Regions from separate parts of the Mus musculus genome. Here region 1 is linked to region 2. A link is a contact called in public Hi-C data. All regions are on one chromosome and are shown on one strand. Each heading gives the region's core, a stretch centred on a gene start, on an enhancer-like site or on the middle of the called end of the contact. The rest is flanking DNA. Distances are from core to core; before and after follow the strand shown.

What was found. Hi-C and Micro-C count contacts between places; a contact is called where the count stands out from the background.
Region 1: a Hi-C map of the N1E-115 cell line shows a contact between it and region 2, with 3 times the contacts expected there. The contact joins two enhancer-like sites. A contact is called at or near these places in 3 of 484 Hi-C or Micro-C datasets (the N1E-115 cell line, embryonic fibroblasts and nephron progenitors), 1 of 115 datasets of contacts at active chromatin or transcription factors (neural progenitor cells) and 1 of 9 other capture datasets (embryonic stem cells).

What each region holds. Positions count from the first base shown.
Region 1 is chr6:145,589,065-145,593,446 of GRCm38.p6, reverse strand. The region is part of intron 1 of Gm38475 (a long non-coding RNA gene); the gene reads left to right. Among named protein-coding and RNA genes, the nearest start is that of Gm38475, 23 kb to the left of the region's middle. Within about 2 kb of position 1,271, at least 29 of the 459 cell types and tissues checked have an H3K27ac peak or open chromatin away from gene starts, as enhancers often do. A contact at or near this core is called in the N1E-115 cell line, where this site is marked.
Region 2 is chr6:145,479,533-145,483,945 of GRCm38.p6, reverse strand. All of the region lies in intron 2 of Gm38475 (a long non-coding RNA gene), which reads left to right. Among named protein-coding and RNA genes, the nearest start is that of Gm15499, 39 kb to the right of the region's middle. Within about 2 kb of position 1,750, at least 41 of the 459 cell types and tissues checked have an H3K27ac peak or open chromatin away from gene starts, as enhancers often do. A contact at or near this core is called in the N1E-115 cell line, where this site is marked.

The sequences.
Region 1 (4,382 bases), core at 22-2,521, 110 kb before region 2:
TTCTGAATAGGCTCCAGCATATATAAACCAACAGATATGCAGCATGTGAGCAAATAAAACGTTAAAAATAAGGAACTGATAAGGAAACATAAAGAAAGAATATATTCAAAAGGTCTCATTGACAAGTGGGCAAGAATGTCTTCTTTGGAAAAAAAATAGGTCCACTGCTACTAAATGACCAACTCTAAAAGTTCAATGATCTATTTTATGTGAAGTGTGTTTTGTTTGCTATTGTTTTTGTTTGTTGCTATTCTTGTTATGTTTTGAGACAGTTTCTCCTTTCCTCTAGCCAAGGTTAACCATGAATTCCTGGTTTTCCTGCTTTATTTTTATTTAAACTCTGAGATTATACATTTGTGCAACCACAGCTATCCTATCATTAAATAATGATTTTCTGTAAAAAAAAAAAAAAAAAAAAAAAAAAAAAAAAAAAAAAAAAAAAGAAAGTAGGCTGAGCAGGAGCCAGATGGAGCAAGTCAATAAGAAGTGTTTATCCATGGCTTCTGCTCCAAGCTCCTGCCTTGGCTTCCCTCCATAATGGGCTGTAATTTGTGAGCTGAAATTTCTTCCCCATCTTGCTTTTGGATATGGTGTTTGTCACTGCAACAGAAAGCATCTAGGGAAAGACTCAGCCCACTGCCTTTAATGCAGGTCTTGCTGTGAGGAGCATCATGTGTCTGCTAGTTTAGAAACTCTTTTACAAACAGATCTGCGGAGTCATTTTTGAAAAGCGTACGGGAGGGGAAGGGGCTGGCCCTCAGCAGGCGGGAGCCTACAGTTCAGTAAATGTGGGCTGACTGACAGTGGAAATAAAACCTGGGATCACAGACACCGGCAGACGTAGTCTCCTTAGGGAGCGCACAGGCCTTTGGCACTTGCAGAGCAGTGTGTGTTACAGCGAGGACTGCTAAGACCAGGTCCTAGAATTGTTAAGAAGCCATTAGAGAGATTCTAGATAGAGTGTCTGTCTAGAGAGAGTCTAGCTAGGACAATTCCAGGAGACCAGTGGCCTGCAGTGTTGGTAAGGACTGCTTGTGGAGGAGGGTTTTCTAATCAGCTTGCCAGCAGCAAATACAGCCGTAAAATGGGAAGTAAGAAGTTACGCCTTGTAGAGTCCAGTGATGCTCCTCCCTGGGGGCCCATACCTCAGTCCTGAGCTTTCTCAGCAAACCTGGGGCTGACAGACCACTCACTCCTGGAGTGGCCCCAGCTGGCTGGCAGTGCATGAGGGACAGAGGGCAGACCGCGCCCACAGTTTGGGCTTAGTGAGCCTCTCCCAGAGATAGGGAACTCTGCCACACAGTTCCCTACCGAATTCCATCTTTCAATTCTATCAATCCTAATGACTGGGAGGAAAGCATTCCTGAAGAGATCGACCCATCTCTTTTCTTTCCAGGAAACACTAATCTAGGGGACACTACCGCAAAGGCATGAGGGTCATTTAGAGAATGTAAGGCTAACTTTTTCCTGGCAAAACAATTCTTCATACATAACTGTAGGGTTAAATGCCTGAGAAATTACATGATGTTAGGTATATGTTTTATGAATTTTAGCCAACCTCTTCTAAGAAATAGACCATTTTAAGGGTTAGTGCACAGCAGTCATTATCTGCATATCATGTTGAAACCCACAAAGCAAACATGTAATCTGGTTGGGTCACTCACACAAATACAACTACTGTTGCCAGTTAGGGGAAGTCTTACAACCAAAGCCAGAGAGAAGAACAGATTGAAACAATGTGTTTTCCTAGGGAAAAAAGGGGATTAGGTCCTTTGATCTACTGGAGCAGTCTCCCAGATCAACAGGGGTAGAATTGATTTGGTCTGTAAAGCTAGAAGATTAACTTCAGAGAAAGGCATGCTGGGACGTTTCCATATTCCGTTGGCTTTTTCATTTATGTTTTTCCTAATTTTCTGGGGAGGTGGGCACTACAGCTTCATTCCTCATCTAGAAAAACAAAACATCCCCTAACCTACACCGTGACCCTGACCAACAGCCTGCAGAGGTGAAAGAGCTCTCAGGATGGGGCCAGTTGTGCTTCAAAGCGGACCCAGTGTCCACCCTAGTCCAACAGACTGAGATGTCTTGTAATCAGTCATTTCCCTGGAACCTTAAACAACAAAAGGTAGCTCTCTCCTTCCTCCTGTCAGTCTGGTTTTCTCTCAGGATGGAAGGTCTCCAGGGCTCTTCCTCCTCCTTGCTGTGCCTATCTCAGAGGTGGCTCTTACAGGGGTCCTCGCAGGGTGTTGTATTAGAACTGAGTTATGGAGACTCCGTGTTAGGTCTGGGATGGAGTGTGTGCCAAATGGTGTCCTTCCCTCAGTCTATGTGATTTATTGCTTGCATTTTGCATATAAAATGCTTGTTTTTCTGAAACACAGATGGGTCTTCCTGCCTGCCTGCCAAGGAGCTGGTTCCCAGCTCAGCCTCACAATTTAGGCTGCCACCTTCCTCTTCATTGGTTTGTTTGTTTGAGACAGAGTCTCTTTCTGCCCAGGTAGGCCTCCAATTTGCTACGTAGCTGAGGCTGGCTTTGAACTCCTGACCGTCCTGCTTCTACCTTCCAAGCACTGGGATTGCAGGTGCCTTCGTTTGCTTCTGTTGCTGGGATAAACACCGCAGCCAAAGCAGCCTGGGGGAGGAAAGGGTTTACTTGACTTCCAGGTCCTGACCACAGTCTATCACTGAGGGAGGTCAGGCAGGAGCGCAAGCAGGAGCAGACTCAGGAACCGTCACGGGACAGTGCTGCCTACTGGTTCGTTCCCGGTGGCTTGCTCAACCTCCTTCCTTATACAACCCAGGACCATTTGCCATGGGATGGGACCACCCACATCAACCATTAATCAAGAAAATGTCCCATAGACATGCTCACAGGACAGTCTGATGGAGACAGTTCCTCAGTTGAGATTCCTTCTTCCTAGATATATTTAGGTTTGTGTCAAGTTGACAACAACTAACTGGTGCAGAATGTATGTATGTGGACGGCAACGCCTGACTCTGTCCACAGTTTTGACTTTGCACTTACAGAGCGAAATCCTCACTGCTAAGACCTAGCACCATGCTTTTATCAGTGCTGCCATTTCTAAGGAGTGTTTCTGAAATGATGAGCTAAAAGAAAAAAAAATCCTCTTGTGGTAATGTGATCAGAAAAATGACTCCAAATGGCTGTAATTTACTGAGGAGCTTCCTGTGGTCAGTGATTGAAGCAGAGATGGAGAACTGCATTCTGTTGGTGGTGGATCACTCTCATGGACAGCATGGCCCCTCTCCCTTCCCAGGCCCTCTTCTTTGGGAAAGCATGGTGATTAAGGTCCCAGACAAACTTGAGTTCTTGTGGCCTTGGCCACATAGCCTTATTTATCCTCAGAGCTAAGAAATCATGCCATGAATGAAGTTATTTAATGATAGTCATCTGTACTTTGTGAGGAAATAAAATTGAAAAGATTGTAATGGAGTTAATTTTAGGGTTTAAATACAAATAATCACATGGTTATAATTATATAACTCCATGCATACCATTTTACTGGACATTGTGAAACAATTAATGCAAAGCAGATTTCATTTTCACTAAGAACTCATGGCTTGCTCTGAATGCCATGCCTTTCATATGAACACAGGGAGGAGAGGAGCTTTCTCGAGTGACAGGCTGGATCGTCACACTCCCTCAGAGTTCAGAGGTCAGGGCTGCCATGTGCATTCCATCTAATAGAAAAGCAGTTATGACCAGAAATGTAGAAGAAAGGCTATCTTGTAAATTTTGTGAAGCACTTTAAATATTTTTTATCCCTTTACATTAAAGGGATGATTTTAATTGTTCAATTACCCCTATTTATTTGTGCACATGCCCATGGCGCATGTATGGAGGTCAGAAAATCAAGTATTGGAGTCAGCTCTCTCCTGCCAGTGGGTTCTGGGGATGACAACACATCAAGCTTGGTGGCCTGTACCCGCTGAGCCACCTTGCGGGCCCTGTCTATACGCTCATGACTCTATATGTGTATAACATTTAGAACTCCTGCCATGAGCTTTAATCTTCTGTACAGGTGCCAACAAGTAGTTTTTGGATGAAAGAATTCATAACTAAATGAAGTTTGGTGATTTATAGATGGAAAAATATAGAAAAAATATTTTTTGAGGAAGATCTTTATAGTAATATCCAGGAAAAGGGAAAGTTTGGGGCGAGTCTAGATATTTAGTGAGGGATATAAGCTTGTGGAACAGAGAATAGAGGTGCCGGCTTGTCTGAGTGTCAACAGAGATGGCTCCCACCACCTTGGGGACGTCACAGCTCTGATCCTACTACTCTGAGGAAGGAATACTTTCTACACTAACTGGAATTCCTTGATGTTTATAAATTTAAAAAGGAAAATAAATTGGTCATA
Region 2 (4,413 bases), core at 501-3,000:
TGGTGAGTTTTAAAACAGAGCCCCTGAAGCTGGAAGAGAAAAGTTGGGAGGGCATGGGAGGGGGATTCGATCAAAACAATTATATACAGGTATAAAAATATCCAGCTATTAAAAAAAAAAAAACTTCAAGAAAATCCTAAGTGTTCAACTTATAACAGGCTCAGCTCAGCTCTGCTCCACTCCTCCTGTGCCCTCCCCTTCCCATCCCTCCCCCCTCCCCTCTGCTTTCCTCCCCTCCTCTCCTACTCTATCCCCTCCTCTCCTCTTTTTCAGTAAGGGTCTGTTTAACCCAGGCTGGCCAGAAAACTTACTATATTACTATAGAATGACTTGATTCCTGAGCCCTTTGCCTTCGTCTCCTGAATTCTGGGATTACAGATTTGTGCCATTAGCCCCGGTTTATTTGGTGCTGGGCACTGAACCAGGGCTATGTCTTGCTAGACAAGCACTTCACCAACCAAGCTAAATCTCCAGAGCTCAGTCATTTAAAAAAATGGGGGGGAGGGGGGGCTTCCAGATGGCTCGTTACCAAGTGACAGACGTGGCCCAGAGCTGGACGTACTGCAGACCTGCAATGATGCCAATCAGATCTTGAGTGGATTTTATACCTCTCTTACATTCTCTGAAATTTCTCAGGAACACTTACTGCTCTAAAAATGATAGACAGGAAAACATACTTTGAGTGTTGTAGCAGAGAGTTTTTAGCTTACAACAGCTTTGGCTCCCAGCAGGGTTGTGTGCTTCCACCCACCCGCCCAGGAAGTCTTTGGATCTACGAGTGAAAGACACACACATTAGCTTATTTTTGAAATGCCCTGGCTAGCTGCCCGACTATCATAGATTTCCCTCCGGTACGCCTGACACAACACTCTCTAGCCCCATGATCTGCCCTTGCTGCCCTGTTCCTTCTGGGCAACCCTTTCGGGGGCCGCATTCCTTCTCACCCACATCTCAAATGATTTTCCTTCTGCAGCTCTAAATCTGACCCGCCTCCCTCAGTCTGACCCGCCTCCCTCCGAATCATGGTCATCCTCCTCTCCTCCCTGTCCCAGCCCACGCAAACCTAAGGCTCCCACCCCATCTCCTGTTGTCCAACCATTGGCCGCTGGCCTCTTTATTGATCAATCAAAAACCAATTGGGGACAAGGACCTTGAGCTTTGGATACACAGATTCCCTATTAAATCAGAGCATTAGAACCAGTCCCCAGCAGAGTGTCGTTTCCTCGCGGATAAGATGGCGCTGTGATGGGATCTGCATGACTCGGGGTGCTCATGGGTCAGGCTCAGTCCTCTGCATGGAGGCCTTACTGCTAAGGCCTGGAGAGAAGACTCCTGAGCACCACAGCTTGCTCCTGAAGGGATCATAGGATCCAGGTCCCTCTTCTTTTTACACCAACTCTAACGTGTGTCCCTCACCCCAGCTACACTGTTGTAGTCATGAGCCCAAAGCTATGGGTCCCCACCAGACCGTGGACCAAACCCTCAAAACTTGGGGTGAAATAAGTGTTTCCTCTTTATATTCTCATTGCCTCGTGTTTAAAACAGCAATAGCATGTTGACTAAGAGGAGAAGTTTTCCTCTCTGGCTTAGTCTCCCAGACCAAGTTCCTTTGTGAAGCTCTGACCTCAGTGTAATGCTGGAAGGACATACAGATGGACCTGGTACGAATCCACTTAGGCATGTCAGATGGCAGAGCCTTCCAACAGCTGAGAGAAGGCTGGAGGGCTGCGATTTGTCTGCAGCAAAGGAATGTAGGGAAGAGAGGCCCTGCTACCGGATTGGGGAAACCGGGCAAGGGCCTCACGGGCCTGCCCTTCCCTGCCAAGACAATCCTGGCCATGGATGACTGAGCTGCACACGCTCGCTCGGGACCACCCACCGTGGCAGTTCTGCTCCGTCCAGACTGTGCTCACTCGTTATGGACTTGTAAAGAGCTTGGCACGCCGTGTCCATTTCACTGGACGGAAAGTTGCTGTTGATATTGTGTTTTTGTATAGCCTGAAGCGGCTGCAAAGGCTACAGTGGAGCATGTGTGCTGCTGCTGCCTCTGCCACCGCTGCTGCCGTCTCCTCTGCCTCCTCCTCTTCTGCTGCTGTTGCCTCTGTGTGTGTGTGTGTGTGTGTGTGTGTGTGTATGCGCGCGTGCACGCGCGTTGCAATTGTGATTGTAATTCAACAACTTGCTTTATTTGAAGTTTTTATTTCGCATATGATTCTAAGGTGCTTTATAATGCTGTAAGATGCCGGTTTTAAAAATTGCTTCAGTTAAATAAAGCACAGAACATTCAAATGCAGAGAAGTACAGATTCATAGTTTTAATTTCTAAGGGCTACAAGTTCCTTAGCTCTCCTGTAAAGTTGTGAATTTTACTAGGTTTTTTTTTTGGTTGTTGTTTGTTTCATTTACTTTTAAATATTTGTTGGTCTTATTTATTTATTTATTTTGAGACAGGGTTTCTCTGTATAACCATGGCTGTCCTGGAACTCACTCTGTAGACCAGGCTGGCCTCAAACTCAGAAATCCACCTGCTTCTGGCTCCCAAGTGCTGGGATTAAAGGCATGTGCCATCATTGCCCAGCTTTTAGGGTTTTTTGTTTATTTATTTTGTTTTGTTTTGTTTTGTTTTTATTTGTTGGTCTTAAGCTACTATGTTTAATCCTTATTGTTTTCCTAGCTGGAAATTTGTTGTCTTAAGGACCCCAAGACCTCATCAGTATGAACAGATGACAAAAATGAGGCTGCTACCTGTTCTGGTGTGACGGAAAACAGCAGTAAAACAAAATACACTGGACAAATCAGTTCAGACCCCTCCCCTCGACTGTGCTGATCCCTCCCCTTGACCTGTTCATTCCTCCCCTTGACCCAATGACCCCTCCCCTTGACCTACTGGTCCTTCCCCTTGACCTGTTCACTCTTCCCCTTGACCCCATGGCCCCTCCCTTTGACTGTACTGACCCCTCCCTTTGACTGTACTGACCCCTCCCCTTGACCTGCTGACTCCTCCTCCCCTCGATCGTGCTGACCTCCGCCCTGACCAGATTGCTCTCTGCTCAGGTCCTTCATGCCCTTCATTCTTCTCTTTGCACCCAAGTATTTGGCCTCTTCCAGTTCAGTGTCCTGGCCATCAGCCTGCCATTGTCTAGCCAGAGTCATGGAGGAAGGCACACCTGGTTAGCCTGTTTCTCCAGACAACACAGCATTTACCAGACACTTTGATGTCCTGATCTTCTCGCCTCTACCATCCAGGAGCTGGGACTGCAGGTCTGAATCACCTGCTTAGAAACTTCTCTCCCTTAGCATATGGATGCACTAAGTCCTTTGAAGAACAGAAAGGGTCCTGGGGTTCTCACTGCAGTGCAGGGAAGTGTACCCACACCTTTCATGGTTACCCTGGTCTAACACTGTCCTGCCTCCTTCTTTTGGCTTCTTTTGTTTCTTTTTTTTTTAAATTTCCAGCCCAGCATAGAAGAAGGCTCTTTGTGTCCTATGTTTAGTTTACTTGGATTCCCCAGCTCAGGCCAGGGCTAGGTTATTTCTCTGAGATGCTGTTTATTCTGCAGATAAGTATGGCCCTGAGTTCCTGTCCTGAAGCATTGTCTGTCTCCAGCACTTTACTCTGGATGTGATTTTGTTCAGGTCTTCGTGACACGATGCCTCCTGTCTTGATTGTTTCCTTCTGTTCTTACCTGTGGTTCTATTTGGTTAGATGTCAGCGATAAAGTGTTGGCCTCGCGTGAGAAAACCTGCACTTACAGCAGGATGCTGAAGGGGAAAAGGTCGGCTACTGGACTATAAACCTTCCTATGCTATAATACCAACAACTTCTCCCCATCCAAAGAAGGACTGAAATGCCACCTCCCCCAGGAGCTCTCTGGTGATAGGAAGGGACACTTTCTCATGAGGATTCCAGCAGAAGTGGGAAGGACCCAGAGAGGCTGCCACACAGGCCAGCCTGGCTTTAATGTCAAACCCAGAGGCAGCAGAGTCTAGGCATGACGCAGGAAAGAGGTTAGAGTTTGGGGAGCATGCATTCGATTTGGTAAAGCCCTAATCATGTCTAGCCTCCTCTCTCTCAGTTTTAGGATTTCAAAAGTGGTTAATTAAAACAAAAACAACAACAACAACAAAACAAAGCAAAACAAAACACAACGGTGTTCCCCGGGATCTTCTTGCATTTGGGGGAGGACGGCTATAATGGGCAGAGAAAGGGCCTGGAGATCAAGGGCTACTCACTGAACCTATGTGCCAGGCGGTCAGGATGAGCTTCCTGGGCATCAAGAGCTGCCTCCCATGGGGTGCCTAGACTTCCAGGGCTCTACCAGGCCATTTTGAAACATGCCCTGTCTTGGCCTGCATGGTTGCCAGACACTGGGCATCTCTTAGTGTGTCTGAAGGTAACGAGACGGAGTTGCTG